Regions from separate parts of the Anser cygnoides genome. Here region 1 is linked to region 2. Evidence: chromatin contacts called from public Hi-C data. All regions are on one chromosome and are shown on one strand. The core of a region is the stretch at or near the end of the contact, and the rest is flanking DNA. Distances in the headings are between cores, read along the strand shown.

Evidence for each region. A called contact is a pair of places that touch in the nucleus more often than the background predicts.
Region 1: a Hi-C map of liver shows a contact between it and region 2, with 4 times the contacts expected there. The contact joins two enhancer-like sites. A contact is called at or near these places in 2 of 7 Hi-C or Micro-C datasets (both in liver).

What each region holds. Positions count from the first base shown.
Region 1 is chr18:13,086,760-13,090,551 of Taihu_goose_T2T_genome, forward strand. It overlaps PITPNM3 (PITPNM family member 3), which reads left to right. Exons shown (of 19, transcript XM_066979695.1): 6 at 1,823-2,012. Among named protein-coding and RNA genes, the nearest start is that of PIMREG, 46 kb to the right of the region's middle. Within about 2 kb of position 1,617, at least 1 of the 3 cell types and tissues checked has open chromatin away from gene starts, as enhancers often do. A contact at or near this core is called in liver, where this site is marked.
Region 2 is chr18:12,642,306-12,646,020 of Taihu_goose_T2T_genome, forward strand. No RefSeq gene overlaps it. Among named protein-coding and RNA genes, the nearest start is that of RAP1GAP2, 110 kb to the left of the region's middle. Within about 2 kb of position 2,061, at least 2 of the 3 cell types and tissues checked have open chromatin away from gene starts, as enhancers often do. A contact at or near this core is called in liver, where this site is marked.

The DNA.
Region 1 (3,792 bases), core at 367-2,866, 440 kb after region 2:
CAACTCCCTGACTGAAATTCCATTTTTAATGCTTGTGGATGACGTTGCTACTGTATTTAAGAGTTTAGCTAGTTTTAACCCTGTGAGCTAAGGCAATGAGATAATGTCTATGAAATCTAGGCACAGAGGAGCTAGACACTTGCTGAAGGTAAGAAGTCTGTGGCAGAATTAGGTCTTGAAATACATTTGTTGTTACTACACCAAGGAATCACTTTCCTTTACCTCCTTGCAGACCAAACGTCGTGTTTAAACAAGAACCAGACAGGAAAGTTAATGACCGCAGTGGAGCACTATGTTGTTTTTGTCTCATATATATAGAGGTAGTATTTTATTGAGATTTTCTTCCATTTCTTAAATTCTTAAAGAACTGTGCCAAGAAATATGGTTATGCACCTAAATTACTGACAGTACTTTGCTCACAACTGCAAAATGTTATCTAGTTCCCACTGTTTGTGTTTAGCAGTACTGCAAGAAGTGGGAGAGAAAAGCCTTACCTGATTGAGGTGAAACATACTTTGCCTCTTGGTTGGCTGTGTAGTGTTTTATCCTTTCATTATTCACAAGTGGGGCAAGGTCAAGGTTTGATAGTTATCCAAACAAGTGTTTCCCCATAGGTGATTTTCCCCTCTGCTTTCTCCTTTCACCTCTGCCGTGGCCAGAGGCTGACCTAAGGAAATTATGAGGGACCTGTGTTTCATCTTTACCTGTATTTAGCCACATGCTTTCTACATTCAGGAAAAGTTTCTTCCTTGTTCCTCCTTTCTGTTGCTCCTGCTCTGCTTGAAAATTACCAAATCACTGGAGTGCTTCAGCAATAGTCAAGTATGGAAATGTTCTGTGAAGCTGAGGATATGAATACAGACTGACCTTCATACTTGAGCATTGCAAGTCATCTTTTCTTCTTCTGTTACCCTGGTGATAGCCCTGAGGATGCAGGTTTTAGCAGAGACACAGACTTTAATTCCAGTTCAGGGAGCTCAATTTTCAATATTGTGATAGCCCACAAAGTTCCTAAAGATAATGACTGCAAAATAATGTTGAAGTATATTGAATTTGCTTGCCTGTGGCTTTGGATGAACTTTGGATGAGCTGAATTGTTGAAAATGCTTCTGACTGGACAGTCAGCTTACTGGAAGAGAATCTGGCACACAGTAACGTGCCTTGCACCTTTGACTTCACTCATCAATAAAAATCAGTTGAGACATGACTGACAGGTTTAATGAAAAACTTGCAGGGTACACATCCAAACTAAAATAAAACTGGCATTCTGACAAATTTAAGCTTGCATTTTCTATCAAGTTTCCACCTTTTTGCAAAATGTTACTCTGCAAACAATTACATAACATTTCAGAACATAGGCAACTTTGTTCCAGCTGTTTGAATGGGTGGAACATTGGAAAAAAAGTTTTTATACACTTTTGAACAATGTGCCTGTCACACACGTTCTGTGAAACAATACTTCATTGTGATCATTTGACCCCATTTTTTAATGTAGTGAGTTAGTGTATGGGGGGGAAGCTGAAAGGCAATAATAATCTCTTCACTCATCTAAATTATGTCTACTTTTACATGTAAAAATAAGGCAGAAAAATTGCACCATGTGTGCTTAATTACAGGAATGCCTTCTAGCATTGTCTCAGTTTTGTAAAGCAGTAACTCCGTGATTGTTAAGCTGTTGAGTGTTGTGAGAAAATGATCCTTCCTGTACTTTCATTGTCAACTGCAATAGCAAAGCCCATTTCTGTTAATAAGTAACTGTTCATTAACTAATGCTGTGTGATGCCTTTTGCATTTTTCCTGATGATAGCATGTTCTTCTTTAGCCTAAATCCCTACAGCTATGATGAAAGCTGTCTCAGCAGCAGTGAAGACCACATCCCACTGGCTGCCTTGCCCTTGCTGGCTGTTTCGTCCCCTCAGTACCAGGATGCAGTTGCCATGGTGATCACTAGAGCAAACCAAGTTTACAATGAATTTCTCAAATCTACAGATGGGGTTGGTTTTAATGGACAGGTAGGACTATTCTTCTCTTACATCAAAGTAAAATTCCTTTAAAGTAAGACTGTTTCTTGTTAAACCACTTCTGATCTGTGTTGATGGTTTTGAGTTAATCAGTGTGGGAACAATACTGTAAATGTGATGTATATGAACATTAGCTTGGAATAGTGCCCAGCATGAGAAAGACCCTTCTGGAATCCTATGCAGTATTTTACCTGGCCTTACTCAGTTGGTAGAAGATATTATACCTTCTCCCACAACCATTTTGACACCTAATCTCTTGTTAATTATTGCTGTGAGCTCTGGTAATGTTTAGGAGCCTTAGTTGTGCAGTAAGAGTGTATTATGCTAAGCGGTGAGCAAGCCTGCCAGCTCAAGACAAGTGCTAATCTATGTTACCAAGTTCATCATCACACACTTGCTATAGCTGTTGGAAGAGCTGGGACATCAGCACATCTCTGACTAAGAGCAAAAGGAAATTTAACAGTTACTATTTCTTTTTTGCCTCCATCACAGTAGTAGTAAAGCAGTTGACAGTAAAGAAACCCAGAAGATAAATATCCAGTTGCTGACAGTGTTGCAGATTTCCTGTGTAACTCTGGGATGGTCATTTATTTTTTTCGGTCTGACCCACTCCCCAGTGAAGTCACCTGCAGACTTCTTCCAGCTGACATATGTCACAGTTATTGTTCCTACTTCTCCATCTCTAGACTAGAAAAAAGAGTACTTTCCTGCTTCACGTAGAATAAAAATGGTACTGCTACCCTGTGTAAATTACTGATATTTTTTTTTGTGATGGGGCCCTATACATAGCTGCAAACATTCACTTCCTTGAAGTACAATGACTTCCAGACTGCAGAACAAAGGAAAAAAAAAATCAGAATATAGCATAATCTTTGAAGGAAAGCATGTGTCTTATACACAAACGGATTGTTTTCCATAGCAATAATGAGATTATGCTATGGCATACCAGTATTTTTAGACTAAAATTTGGTTTGAAGCCAGTTTTACTGTCCACAGGAAGCTATTCTTGCTTGAAACATGGAAACAGCCTATCTTCAGTGATAGAGATTCAGTGATATCTTCACATTATAAAATGTGAGATTATGAAAAGAGGAATTATACAAGTTACAGAAATAATTGTGAAAAGAATTATCAGTAGAATTTTTTTTCTTTGACAAAGAAACAAAGAAATCTCCTTGTTTTTTGTTGCAAACTCTGAATTAGTATCATACGTGCAAAAGTCATGACCCCTGTATGCTCCACAGAGTTTTTACCATCAACAAATACCAGTATTGTTAGAATGGAAAAGTGACTCCGTGCTGTCTGCAGTTCTTTGCTTTGTTCCTTAGATAGAAATCTCAGTTTAACCTCTGAATAAATCATGTATTTCTAAAATAGATGCCATATAACCCAACTCCACCCTGTGTGTCTCTTTTCTCTCATATTTTGGTCTCTTTTGTCCATTTATATTGAAAGTTCGTCAGATCAAAGACTGCCCATTGGGCTTTATGCAGCATCTGGAAGACGTTATCTCCATTACCTTAATGCCAATAGTAGTGAGGATTAGAAATGGAATGTAAATTCATGGAGATATCATTAATGTCCAACAAAACATGTTGGTTTTTACCAGTCTCCATGTGATTTTCAGTTCTTTGTTGACTTCATTGAATGTTAATAGGAATCTGAATATCAGATATTAAATCAGCATTTTGGTTAATTGTATATGACTTTAGAATTAGAGTTATCTTAGGATAGATGTTACCTTCATGTATTTTGATATATATTTTTTTTT
Region 2 (3,715 bases), core at 811-3,310:
CAGTAGAGCCGCTGGCATTAGAGAGAGGAGAATGGTAACATAAGCCATAAAAATAACAGATGGAAGACAGATATAATAAAATGGAAGTGCAGGCAAATTATAAAACCATTCAAACTGTTCATGCAGATAAAACAAGGAAACAAAAACATCTGAAATCACAAAGACTGGGTGTTTGTTGGGGAAAAAATGTTTGATTTTGTTGTTTGTTATTGTTTGCAGCGGAGGCATTCAAGTTCAGAAGACCTGAAGGAGAAGCGATGATATGTGCTGCAGAGGGAACTGTGGCTGTGACACCACCGTTTGTTGATCAGGATCATTTTCTGTGTGGAGGTTTAAAGATGGTGTTTTTTTCTCAACCCCCCCACTGCAAATGTTAATGTTATTCTTGTGCCAATGCAGTTACTTTATTAGAACAGTAAAATATTACCTAAATTTAAGGAATGCAAAGGGAAAAAGAGCCCACAGCACTGAAGGGGCAGCTGTGCTGGATGCTGCTGGCACACTCCGGGTGTCTGCAGGGCAGACGCTGGGCGCGGGGGTGGCACCACGGGGACGTGGGCAGCAGGGGACGTCCTGGGGAGGCTCCTGGGGGGTTCTGCAAGCGCACAGTGCTCAGGGGTGGCGTTTCAAGTATCCACAGCACGAATGCCTGCTTTTTACAGGAGGTTGTGGGGTCGTGGCTGTGGCTGCAGTGGAGCAGGGGGTCTCTGCGGTGTCAGAGGCCCAGATCATGGGATGCTTTGTATTCATAACCACTCAGAACTGAACTGGGGCACATGGAGCACCCCGTGTGGTGCAGGCACTGAGGGAGTTTCAGGCCATCACTTCCAGGAGGGGGTTATCCTCATCCTGCTCTGGTGGCATCAGACACAGAAGCCAGTGCCAGGGCTTGCCCTTGGCCGGTCCCATCGTGGCTCTGACGTGCTGACTGCTGCTGCTCCTGAGGCACAGGCTGCCCCCTGAGACAGGGCTTGCAGACCTACAGAAACGCCTGCTCTGCCCGTGCTCTGCGGTGCTGCGGGGAGCAGCGCTGCGGGTGCTGTGCTGGCCGTGCTCCGCGCCCGCTGCAGGGCCGGCGGCTGTGAGCGATGGCCCCGCGGCGGGGGCCCGGCTGCCGGAGCACCCCGTGCCCGCGCCCTGCAGCACGCCCGGCCGCTGCCCCGAGGGAGCGCAGCTGGAGCCGCAGGGCCCGGCCGTGGGGGCATCCCTGGCACCGAGCTGGTGGCCCCCGGCTCCCCGCGTGCTGGAGGCTGGGGGCACCACAGCACGTCTTGTGAGAAGATGTTGGAAGACCCACATGAGACAAAGCATGTTGGGGCATCCAAAATCATCTAGCCAGTACCCTGTCTCCAGCAGGAACTGGGCAAATACCAAGTGACCCCCTGCCTGCAAACAAGCCTCCCAGTTTCTAGTAATGAGCAGATTAGTGACTTCCTGAGCCAGAAGTTGCACTGGGACTGAAGGGCTTAATAGCCACAGATAGGTTTCTCCTCTCTGAATTAATTGAATCCCTTTTTGAACCCATTTATCCTTCTGGCTGTCATGCCTCTTACAGTTTAATTACACAGTGCCTGATGATTTAACTGGGTGCCCTGTTCCTATTGTACTGCGCATAAGAAACGGCCATTCATAGTCTCACCTTCTTCACACCATTTATCCAAAAAATCTCACTGCAGGTTTCTGCACCATCCGATGCTTATTAATGCCTTGATTTCTGAAGATGTTGGTCAGGAATCTCGTTTCTTTTTCTTAATGGTTTTATTAGTGCATAAAGCAGGGGAGAATGAGCTCAGAACGTGTTCCAAAAGATCTATCTAGAAGGTAAACCAAGACTCTCAGGTGAATTTCTGTTCTCAAGTCCTACAACTCTTACACTAATCTCACACAGTTTGGCAGCGGGGAGGGAGTTGTTCACTGAAGCACTGCATGTTTAGCGGCACGTAAACCAGAGTGGAGGTAGAGCAGGGTGGGGGCTCTGCTAAGCTCCAGCGCAGAGCACACCGTAGGGCTGGTGACTGCTCCGACTGCTTCATGTTTAAAACGCTTGGGATGTCACTTGTTACGGGAGACCTCTGTATGAAGGGGGGGATTATGAACTATTATGTATATTACAGCTCCTCTACGTTGGTGAAGTGTGTAACAGTTCCTAACAAAGTTGGGGTAGCGGGCGCTCAGGAGGGGAGTGCCCACCTGTTTGCTCCTAGGCGGGACTGACCTTAGGAGCTGCACACCCCGAGCTGCAACAGTACGCAGATTAGAGGGGTGGCATTGGCACAAGGCACAGCTTGCAGCGACAGCAGTTTGCAAACAGTGCTTTGACCGCTGTGGCGATGGCAATGAGAAACTCCTGAGGGGCAGATTCCAGTTCTGCCCAGCCCACACGAGTGGGTGCCAGATACGTAAAAGTGGTTTGATCTATGCTGTGCTGAGTGGGTGTGTGGGGAGGAGCAAATAGAACAAACTTTGGCATCTTGATTTATTTTAAGGTATCATTGGAAAAGCCTTGAGCTGTATAATTGACTTTTTCTTCTCTAAGATTGGCATTATTACTCTAAATTTCATAATTCTTCCTAATATAGAGCTCATTTCAAGATCACAGCATTGGGAATATTGCACTGAAACATTTGGATCATTGCAGCGGAGCTGGGTGTTATAGCTAGCCATTATGTTTTACTCTGCAATGAGTGCAATTAGAGATACAGCTTCAGCGTTGGATGTGGGAAAATATGAGTACTGGGAGGGTAAGAGGGAGGAGAGAAAAAGTACTGACTAGAAGCTGAGCCTGCTTGTCTAAGAAGAAAAAGACTGATGGCTAATTTATCAGTATGAAATCTGGAGTGCACCAGATGGGGCGTTCTGTCTGTCTGGGGCACTTTTAGGACAGTGCTTGCTGCAAGACAGCAGTGGGAGCTGCTGCTCAGAGCCCCTTCAGGACTCGGCAAGCAGGACTGAGGATTCATGCGGGCAGCAGCCTCGGGAGGGCAATGCCTGGCAGCAATGGCACTGCGGGGTTTTGCTTTGGCCTCCAGCTGGGGCCTTGGTCTGGAGCTCAGCAGGAGCCGTGCCCAGGTCCGGAGGCACCAGGGCAGGGTGCGGGGAGCTGCTGGCACCGCGCTGCGGGGAGCGGGGGCAGGCTGGGCGGCTGCTGAAGGTGAAGGGGGTTTGCAGACAGATTGCAGCTTGGGCTGCTCTGAGCCCATCCCTGTCAGCTGGTTGCAGTCACGGGGATGACTTGGCTTTGCCACAGCTCCAGGAAGGAAAAAGCAGGCTCCAAATCCAGGCTGCGGCCTCTGGGAAGGCAAAGGTGCTCTTCATGAGGAGCTCACTGCTGACGGGGGCTTCGAGGGAGACTGAGTTACCACATCCTTTGGTTTGGCTGCTGTAGCAGACTCCTCACATTCGTCTGTGTCCCTGTAGCCTCCCTCTTCATTACATTGGACTGCTGCCCATTATCAGTTTTTATTGGATTGCCAAAATCACGAGGAATTTGCTCACTGCCTCCAGCAGGCCCAGCAGAAATCTTCAGGGCATGCTAGCTCTGTGGCATACACCCATTTCAGACGTACCCACTGCGGGAAGGTGCAGAACTGTTCGCAGTGGCTTTGCACAGGGGTTTGATCTGTCGCGGTGGCCTGCTCCAAGGCCGTGCGGATAGGCTGGTGCCGTGAGTTCTGCTTAACGTCTTTGCAAAGGTAAACAGACGAGCACGACCGCA